Regions from separate parts of the Zea mays genome. Here region 1 is linked to region 2. The links are chromatin contacts, called in public Hi-C maps. All regions are on one chromosome and are shown on one strand. Each heading gives the region's core, a stretch centred on a gene start, on an enhancer-like site or on the middle of the called end of the contact. The rest is flanking DNA. Distances are from core to core; before and after follow the strand shown. Region 1 holds the start of LOC103628064 (methionine gamma-lyase). Region 2 holds the start of LOC100285374 (heat shock 70 kDa protein).

Region 1 (4,872 bases), core at 493-2,992, 190 kb after region 2:
AGTTTCAACATCACTGTCTCGCTTTAGAAAGTTGAACTGAAAATCATTTTCTATGTGGACACGACCTCCAGATCGGCACTTTAGATGATCTTGAGATTTTATTAAATTTATGCAATAGTTTATCACCTGCAAGTGTGTAAGTTATTGTTAAAAATTACAGGGTGGGTAAAACAATATACATACCAGAGTTACCAAATGAAAAACTAAGCATCTTAGATATCGTAGTTGAGATTGAATGTAATCCAACATGAGTTGAGTTGGCTAGTTGGTGAGAACCTAGGCGTTCTTCTCAAGGCATCCATGGTTCGAACGGGGGAGGACAGAACCGATGGAGGGTAGAACGGGGTGGCAAACTACCCTTTACATTCTTTATAGTACTTAGTAGAGAAGAGATATTGTTTATAGTTCTTACTGCAGGCAACCGCAAAAGGAAACTTTTCGGCTGCAACTGCATGCTTGTGGCTGGAGTACGTGAGCATGCTCAGCTGGGCCGTCGCCAGCTGCCGTGCACGACGACGCCGGCCGCGGCATGTTTGGAAGAAGTGCTGCAGGGCTTTGCCTCGTTTATTATCCACGGCGTACGCCGACGCGCCGACGAGCTAGGCTTAGTCAGACGCTTGTCATGGGCTCATCGCCATCGATCAACGTCATGGCGACTAGCCCAGTACGACGACAGAATCGCTGACAGATTCATCCAAGCTTTCGGTTATTTCCTCTCTCAGTCTCAGCTTCGTGGGCTGCTAAGTTCGTTTCGGTTCATTGAACATGCCCCCCCGGTTTTCACCGCGACCAAAAAGTGTACGGTACTTCATGGCAAAAAGATGCTGTAGCCTGTAGCAGCCTGGCTGGCACATGGGTTTATTTAATTTGACGAAAGAACCAGGCATGGCATTGGTTTGCCGACGAGTCGATCGGCTTTAATTTGATCGAAACCTGAAATCTCTAGAGATATTAGCTGTGGAGTGTACTGAACGAAGAAAGCAAAGGAGCTAATATTTGTGTATCTCTGTAAGTAGGCAGCTATTGTTGAGTGAATCTTTGTTCCAAATATATAAAGATGAAGGCTTGTTTGGCCTAATAATAGATTCAGAATGCAAGCAGCGCACTTGGTTGGAGATGCACTGCAAACTATTTTTTACCACTGCATCTAAAGTTTTTTTTTTGTGACACTAAATGAATTGCATCCTACTGATGCTATAACGTCAAGGCACTACAGTTGGCATGGGGATATCAGTTAGGACAACATATATAGTGCACATGAAACATTGGTGCACATGATGCACATAATAAATCATCATCACTCATTTTAGATTTAACGTCTCTAGCTGTTTGGTACATTTTACTAAGGACACCATTCAACGTGGTGGTGTGTAGTGGTGAAAGATGTTGTGTGTAAATTGAATAATCAACTAAAGACGTTAGATCTAAAATAAGTGGTGATGATTTAATATGTGTACCAGTCTTCTATGTGCACTGCACCAGATATGTCCCCGTCAGTTAGTTATCACCCAAACGTTACAATCTGTAGCCTTCTCAGCTGACCATGGAATGGTCCGGATTCATATTCACATGCACCCTCTCCATGACGTCCACCTGTGATCCTGGCATCGCCTATAAATTGCTCACTACCTTGTGCTCCCTTCCCCCACACCGCTCTGAACTCTGATTCCATTCCCGAGCCCGATCGATCTCCTGCTCCTTTGCAACGCACGCACGCTTACATCCCAATGGCCCAGACGACCATGGCCGCCGCCTCCGAGCTGGTCACCCTAAAGCGCCCGTTCGGCAAGGACGTGTCTGGCTCTGGCGACGGCAGCGTCGCCGAGGAGAAGCCCAAGGCGCCGGCGCGCCGGCGGGAGGCGGAAGACCCGGCGGCGGCGCTGGCCGCGGCGCGGCACGAGTTCGGCGAGCACGGCGGCGTGAACATGTCCATCGAGGCGTCGGCGACGTTCACGGTGATGGAGCCGGAAACCATGCGGCGGCTCTTCGCGGGCGAGCTGGGCCCCGACCGCGGCGGCATGTACATCTACAGCCGGCACTTCAACCCGACGGTGCAGGCGCTGGGGCGGCAGATGGCGGCGCTGGAGGGCACGGAGGCCGCCTACTGCACGGCGTCCGGGATGTCCGCCATCTCCTCCGTCATGGTGCAGCTGGTGGGTGCCGGCGGCCACGTGGTGGCGTCGCGGTGCCTGTACGGCGGCACCCACGCGCTGCTCGCCCGGTTCCTGCCGCGCGCCGCCGGGGTGCGCGCCACCTTCGTGGACGTCGACGACGAGGCCGCCGTGCGCGCCGCGGTGGTCCCCGGTGAGACGCGGGTAGTGTTCGTGGAGACCATGTCCAACCCGACGCTCGCCGTCGCCGACATCCCCATGCTGGCGCGGGTGGCTCACGAGGCCGGCGCCAAGCTTGTGGTGGACAACACCTTCACCCCCGTCGTGGTCTCGCCCGCGCGCCTCGGCGCCGACGTCGTCGTCCACAGCGTCTCCAAGTTCATCAGCGGCGGCGGCGACATCATCGCTGGTAAGGACACGTCCTGACTACCCTCCGATCCTCCCCAAGTCATCGCCGTGTGCATGCAATGCAACAACAAAATCAGAAAACGTCTCATCTGACCTTGATGTGCTAATGGTCTACGTACGCTCTTTGCACGCACGCACGCACGCATGCATGCAGGCGCGATCTGTGGGCCGGCGAGCCTGGTGAACGCGATGATGGACCTGCAGGAGGGGGCGCTGATGCTGCTGGGCCCCACGATGAACGCCAAGATGGCCTTCGAGCTGTGGGAGCGCCTCCCGCACCTGCCGCTGCGGATGCAGGAGCACTCGCGCCGCGCGCTGGCGTTCGCCGCGCGGATGCAGCGCCTGGGCCTGCGCGTGCTCTACCCGGGCCTCCCGGACCACCCGCACCACGCGCGCCTGGCCGCCATGCGGAACCCGGGATACGGCTCCGGCGGCATGCTGTGCGTCGACATGGGCACGGAGGAGCGCGCCAACCGCCTCATGCACCACCTCCAGAACACCACCCAGTTCGGCCTCATGGCCGTCAGCCTGGGCTACTACGAGACGCTCGTGTCCTGCTCCGGGACCAGCACCAGCAGCGAGATGCCGCCCCAGGACCGCGAGCGCGCCGGCATCTCCCCGGGCCTCGTCCGCATGTCCGTGGGCTACAACGGCACGCTGGAGCAGCGCTGGGCACAGTTGGAGCGCGCGCTAGCGCTCATGCAGCCGCCGCCACCGCCGCGGCACCACCACCTCAAGGGCGCTGCCGACCGCGATGGCCCCGACGCCGCCAACAACCACGGCAAACACTGACGCTTGGCCTTCCGAGTGTGCATGCACGTTGTGGCTTTGTGTCGTGTTCGTGGATATACTACTAGTACCAAAGAAGTAAGGTTAAAAGGCCGTCTGATCCCTCTGGTTCAGATGGATATGCCAGTATGTGCAAGCGGCATGGTCATTGGTCTCTGAGAAACATGGAAGTGAACTTGAATAAATGGGATCTGTCTTTAACGGTTTCCTCCTCAATTTATACTGCTCTAGTAAAAACCTAATGTAGACATCTGCATACTGACACTCTGAACCCACCCTACGCGCTCGCCTCGACGCCGTGCCCTGTGGACCTCATGCCTAGCGCAACGCTCTCAACTACGGCCTTGTAGACCTCCAACGCCCAGGCAGCCAGCTATTGCGCCTGCCTAGCACCCGACCCCACCCATGCAGCCACCACACCACGCAAAAAATAGTATATAATGAACACTCGAATCTACGTCCCTGCTTTAAAAATTAGGGGTTAACCATTAGACCACATGTAACTTAATGTTTAGAAATAAACAATAATTATATTTAAATAAATATCTTAATACCTATTTATATATATGATAAGGGTATAGGTGACCACGTCACCAAAACTAAGAGCACCAATTTAAAAAACCCTATATAAAAACCATATCAAAGCACGAACAACTGGTTAGTACTTTCTCCAGTGTCCTATTAGTTATCGTTTAGGACAACGATATGGTCTTCAAAATATAACTTTGACCAATTTTTTTTAAAAAAATATATAAATAAACTATTAATACACTAGGTGAGTGCCCGTGCGTTGCCACGGAAACACTATAATAACTTATGTACAACTGTTTCAATAAGAATATATAATATTACGATAACTTATGTATAAATGTTGTACGTCATATAAAATTTTATTACTTTAATATAGCTATTTCACCACTACATAGTTAGATGCTCGTTGCATGGCATATAAAATAAATTATCTGTGACGGAATCGAGCGAAGAAGTCCCTATGAGAATAAACACAATCGATCCTCACGGCGTCTAAAAGTTTCTTGAACGGCTTCTTGGATCAGTGGTTGTATCAATGATCTATTATAACATCACACCTTAGAGGAACCAAATCAGCATACATACATGTACTTTAACAAATTGTGCCAAAAAAACAACAACTAAGTCCTGTTTGGAACAACTCTAGCTCTAGAAAATTTGGTGGAGTTGATAGAGCAGGCCATTAGGTGCTCTAGAAAATCGTGGAGCTGGAGATGTAAGTCTGTATAAGACATTTAGATAAATTATTTTGTTTTATATTTATATTAAAAATATTTTTTAAAACTGTTTAAATTGATGTTATAAACCACACTGAAGCTGGAACCTAGAGTCATCCTAAACACCCCCTAAAATGTTGAACACGAGAATGGAATGGTCCGAGTTGGTGGACGTATGTTCAGGGTTTTAGGTAGTAGGCGATGGCTGCAACATTATATAGTACAACTCTGTGACACCTCTATTGTGCATGTACTCCATTTTTTAACACCGAATGGAGTGAAAATGATAGGAACCGAGCAACTTAACTTCAGAAGGA
Region 2 (4,831 bases), core at 2,092-4,591:
GTGTGAGAGTGAGTTGGAGTATCACAAATGTGCTCAATGAGTGCTAGGAATGGCCAAGAGAGTCATCACATACGAGCTCAACTTCTATTTATAGCCTCTCACACAATTCCAATCATTTATGTGCTAGAAGCCCACTTTCTGTGCACACGCGGATGGTCCACGCCTTACGGTCGGACGGTACGTCTACAAGTAACGACTATTTTTTTCCGTTTGAAACATGCTAGAGCGTCAGAAAAAAGGCAGGACCGGACGGTCCGCCAACCCTGACCGGATGGTCTGAGACCTGACAACTTAAAGCACCCGAGCACCGACAAAGTCGATTTACACGGGCGGACTATCCGCCCTCCAAGGCCGGACTTTCCGCGACTTGGGAGTCAATACTATCCGGGCCCAAACCCCGAACAGTCCATAGTACATTCGACCAAAAACACATAGTCCCTGCCCAAATCTATTTTGGTACCTACGGACGGTCTACCGACCCCGGCCGGACAGTCCGCACAAGCACATAGGGACTTGTGCAAACTCAGACCCTCTCTGGTCACGACTGCGGACGGTCCGCAGTACAAACATTTCGGACCACTCCGAAATGAACATACTTCGGACCTCTCTGAGTGAGACGCGGACGGTCCGCCGACCATAGATCATACCCACTTTCCAAACATGCTTTTGAAAAGATTTTAGGGTTTAGTCCTCATGCAAATGCAACTACGAGATGCTTTATGATGCACTAAGTTTTATACAGATTAGAGTCATTGACCCCTCTTTTATAGTATGAATATCTAGCCTACTAATCCGGTCAATTCATTCTCCAAACACCTGGTGACCGGCAAAAACAAACCTATTTTATACATTTGCCTTCACTTGACCCACGACCAATGCTTTAAGTCTCTAAGATATATATTTTCTCTGTGGTCCAACCTGCATTCTTATTTCTCCAAGAATTGTTAGTCCACAAATGGTTGTCATTTGAAAACATATAGGCCCCTGGTTGGTTTTAGTGATTAATGACAACGTAATATTATATGTGACTAACGTGTGTTTTGTAGAAACAAATGGTAAGTTAGGTCGCATTACAGAAAGATGTACTACAACGGTAAAAACAATCCCGGAGATAATAACTTCAAGCGACAGTTAAAGCGACGAAACAAAAGGTGAAGGTCTTCGTATTCCGAGTGTCAAGGAGTTGCAGACACTCGTTATATAGTTATGTCTTTTATTCTGTTTTAGCCGTACTATAAAGAGGGGTTGTCGATGAGTAGTTTGACCAAGAGAGTTCTAGTGTAGTGTTGGTGCATATTCACACTCGCATATAGTGCTAGGTGTCACTCTAGAACATACTCACGAGTTAGAACGAAAACCGGTTTGAAAAACAGTAGAAAACATAAACTAGTGTTTCTGTCCTAGGGGCACCGGACTATCCGGTGCGCCCTCTGTCAAGTGGGGCCAGCCTAGCCCGGGGAAGACCCTTCCCTGCGCAGAAACCCGAGAGAGCGGAGTTCAGAAGTTGAATTATAGCCGACACACCGGACAACACACCAGACTGTCCGGTGTGCCATCTGCCCAACGACTAGCTATCAGAACTAGCCGTTGGAGATGACCGTTGGCGCACCGGTGGCGCACCGTTGGCGCACCGGACTGTCCGGTGCGCCCATGCGCAACAGAATTCCTGTAACGACTAATTGGTGGGTGAGAGCTATTTATACCCTCCTCCACCACCATATTGATTGTCTTGCTGCCCACATTTACTCCTACACGTTGGTAGAGCATTGCAAGCATCATAAAGCCTAGTGAGGTGATTAGAGAATCTTAATCCCGCATTTGGACCTCATTAGTGCTAGCGAGAGCCACCTAGAGCACACACCGCATGCATTAGGCTTCTCTTAGTTAAGTGAAAGTCTACGACTTGTTACTCTTGGTGATCGGCATCACCTAGACGGCTTGGTGGCATTGGGGGCTCGGTGATCACCTTGTAGATCTTGTTGGTGACCCGGCTCAAGACTGTAAGCGGCCGTGAGGGATCCACCGCGCCGGAGTGACAAAAGATCATCTCATAGTGAGCACTTGGTTCTTGCGAGGACCAAAGGGGAGCGATACCCTTGCGCGAGTGCTCCAACGAGGACTAGGGAGAGTGACGACTCTTCGATACCTCGGGAAAAATTGGAGGAGTCTTCTAAACCTTGATTTACATTCCACACTTAATTCAAGCATTTTACATTGTGTATTTGTTTATCAAGTATTTAAAGTATTGTCTTATCATTGTTGTATTTCTAGTATTATTCTCTTATTGCTATTTGTTGGGGTGAAGTTGGGCTCTTGCTTAGGTTTTAATTATTGTTGATTTTTAGAAAAGCCTAATTTACTCCCTATTGGGCATCGTGATCCTTTCATCATTAATTACCAAAACATCATTAAAGGACCTAGATAATTCACAACAACCCCAATATAGGTGAAGCACTATTGAGACACATGGATTAATGCGTTGCGTTGTTGACACACGGATGACACTATGCATGCACGCGGGAGGGTGATTAGCGAATAAGCATGTCTCCGAATAGCTATGCATATATGACCGTGCAAAATATTATTTTGTATTATAAACTATACGATTACACATAGTTACATAATAAATTTTGAGATAAGAAGTGAAGTAGTAAGAGGTAAGATAGGAAAGCCACGAGAAATAGCCTAAATTGGAGAGCACTTCGTTCTCCTTTTGTACCGGTACCCAAAAGCAAAGAAAGAGTAAATTTCCATATTTCTGTGTTTTTATTATACATTGTGCTTTTGTGTGTGCACGAAAAAAAGTGAGGGAGGTCAAATATATTCTTTTTTCTAGTTGAAAACCGGAAAACAACCACTTCTAAAGCTCTCTTTAGCAAATCGTATATATGGTCTTACAATACATTATTTTTACATGATAAACTATACTGTTTATAAAATAAGTTTAAAATAAAAGGTACAATAAAAGATATGATGAATAAGTTGATGAAGATGATCTAACCCACCTTCGTCAGTCTCACGAAGGTCACAGAATGCTAAGGACTTGGGCTGTGAAATGGCAAGCAGCATAGAAAGGAGCTCCATGCTTCGGCCCATTTTCGAGAAACCTATGAGGTTAGGTTACCACTGGCTTGGGAAAAAAGCAGGAAAACCCTCGGAGAACCTGGTTCTCGGTCGAGAGGTTTCTACAGCCTTCCGTGGCCGCGGTGCAGTGCCGCTCGATCTCACACCCGCTCGACGTGGTGGCCCGCCGTTCAGTCACCATTCGTCCGCTGCAGCCACGACCCCATAAAAGCCCACCAGGCCATCACAAGTCAGAGCCACTTTCGCAAGCCCCCTTCCGACCTTGCCCCTGCGGTCTCCCGAGTCCCGAAGCATCCCCTTCCAAAACCCTCGCCGCGCCGCAGCCACCCTTGCTTCCGCACGCTATCGCCCGGGACCAGCCATCTATGGCGGCGTCCCTGCTCCTCCGCGCCGTGCGCCGAAGGGAGCTTGCGTCCCCTCTCGGATCCGTAAGGCCCCTCATCTGCTTCATCTCCGTGATTCCCTTTCATTCATACTCAACTAGCAGTTTCGTCGCTTGTAATATAGTGTTACAGTGTTGATCCGGACGAGGAATTGTTAATGGGGAAGAGTGATTCTAGATTAGATAGGATCCCACGTTCTCTTTGATTTGGCTCGGACGAGGATAGATTAGTGCTTCTAGATTCGAAGCACTAGAGGGTATTAACTGATTAGTTCAGTTCTGGGAAGTTACTGGATTACTGCTGTGGTAGAATGTCTTACTTGGACATGGTGTTATGACTCAGATTGTCGGTTGCTTCCCTGTGCAGGGATTTATTAGCATTACTAGTGGTGTTATCTCAAATTTTCAATACTGGTGTGGAGTTAACCATGAATAAATTGTAGTTGTGCTATGGCCTCTCAGGTACTCAGGTTTTTGTTTCCAGTGGATGTATTCAGTTCTATTTGATTTATTGAGGGCCTGTTGCTAATAGGTGGATAGGTGGTTGGGTAGTAAGTTGAAGGTGCATATGAACTATTAGTACCTATTAGCAACTCCAAACCAGCTCATGGAACTAATAGTTAGCAGCCCCTTAGTTAATAATTGAGAGAATTATTTCCTTGGCCCTAAAAAAATGTTCGGGTTACTTTCTTAACCCTTTATTTTTGAACTTACCCATTTGGTCTGAAAGCTATTTTTAGTTACTTAGGGCCCCTTTGGCACGGCTCTTTGGACGGCTCTAGCTCAGGTTTATTGTGAAGCCCTACCAAACAGTAAAAAAACGGGTTCTCGTCGAGAGCCCTCCAAGAGCTGGAGCTGTCTTCTTGTTGGGAGCCCGAGCACCCAAACCAAAAACGTGCCTTCTGCCAGCTCCAACATTTTCCTACTACATCATTCGAATTTCGAAAGAAACACAAGAGAAACAGTTTTGCCAAACGAATTGCAAAATGGCTCCGGCTCCTCCAGAGAAGCCAAGGAGCCAGAGCCCTGCCAAAGGGGGCCTTATATAAAAGACACTTATATGACCCTTCCATTAGTTTTGGAGCTTAAATGTGTTAAGTCCAGGGTGAATTGACGATTTTGCCCCTAGGTGGAAACTGAATTAGTGCAGAGTTCTGTTTGTCTATGTTTAGCTTTGAGAAATATTTTTAAACCATGTGAAATATTCCTCAAAATTGAGCATAGACGAACTAGGCTCTGTTTCATTTTTCACTCAGGGTCAAAATCGTCAATTCACCCTTGACTTAACACCGTTTAGTCCCAAAACTAGTGGAAGGGCCACATAAGTAACTAAAGATACCTTTTGGGTCAAATAACATAAGAAAG

Evidence for each region. A called contact is a pair of places that touch in the nucleus more often than the background predicts.
Region 1: a Hi-C map of endosperm shows a contact between it and region 2, with 2.7 times the contacts expected there. The contact joins the promoter of LOC103628064 here to the promoter of LOC100285374 in region 2. A contact is called at or near these places in 2 of 25 Hi-C or Micro-C datasets (endosperm and leaf).

Annotation. Positions count from the first base shown.
Region 1 is chr5:22,827,614-22,832,485 of Zm-B73-REFERENCE-NAM-5.0, forward strand. LOC103628064 (methionine gamma-lyase) reads left to right here and starts at 1,743. Exons shown (of 2, transcript XM_023300134.1): 1 at 1,743-2,520; 2 at 2,674-3,485. The coding sequence starts at 1,743. The coding sequence ends at 3,311. It also overlaps the pseudogene LOC103628063 and the pseudogene LOC103626098.
Region 2 is chr5:22,640,390-22,645,220 of Zm-B73-REFERENCE-NAM-5.0, forward strand. LOC100285374 (heat shock 70 kDa protein) reads left to right here and starts at 3,342. Exons shown (of 6, transcript NM_001158267.2): 1 at 3,342-3,512. The coding sequence starts at 3,450.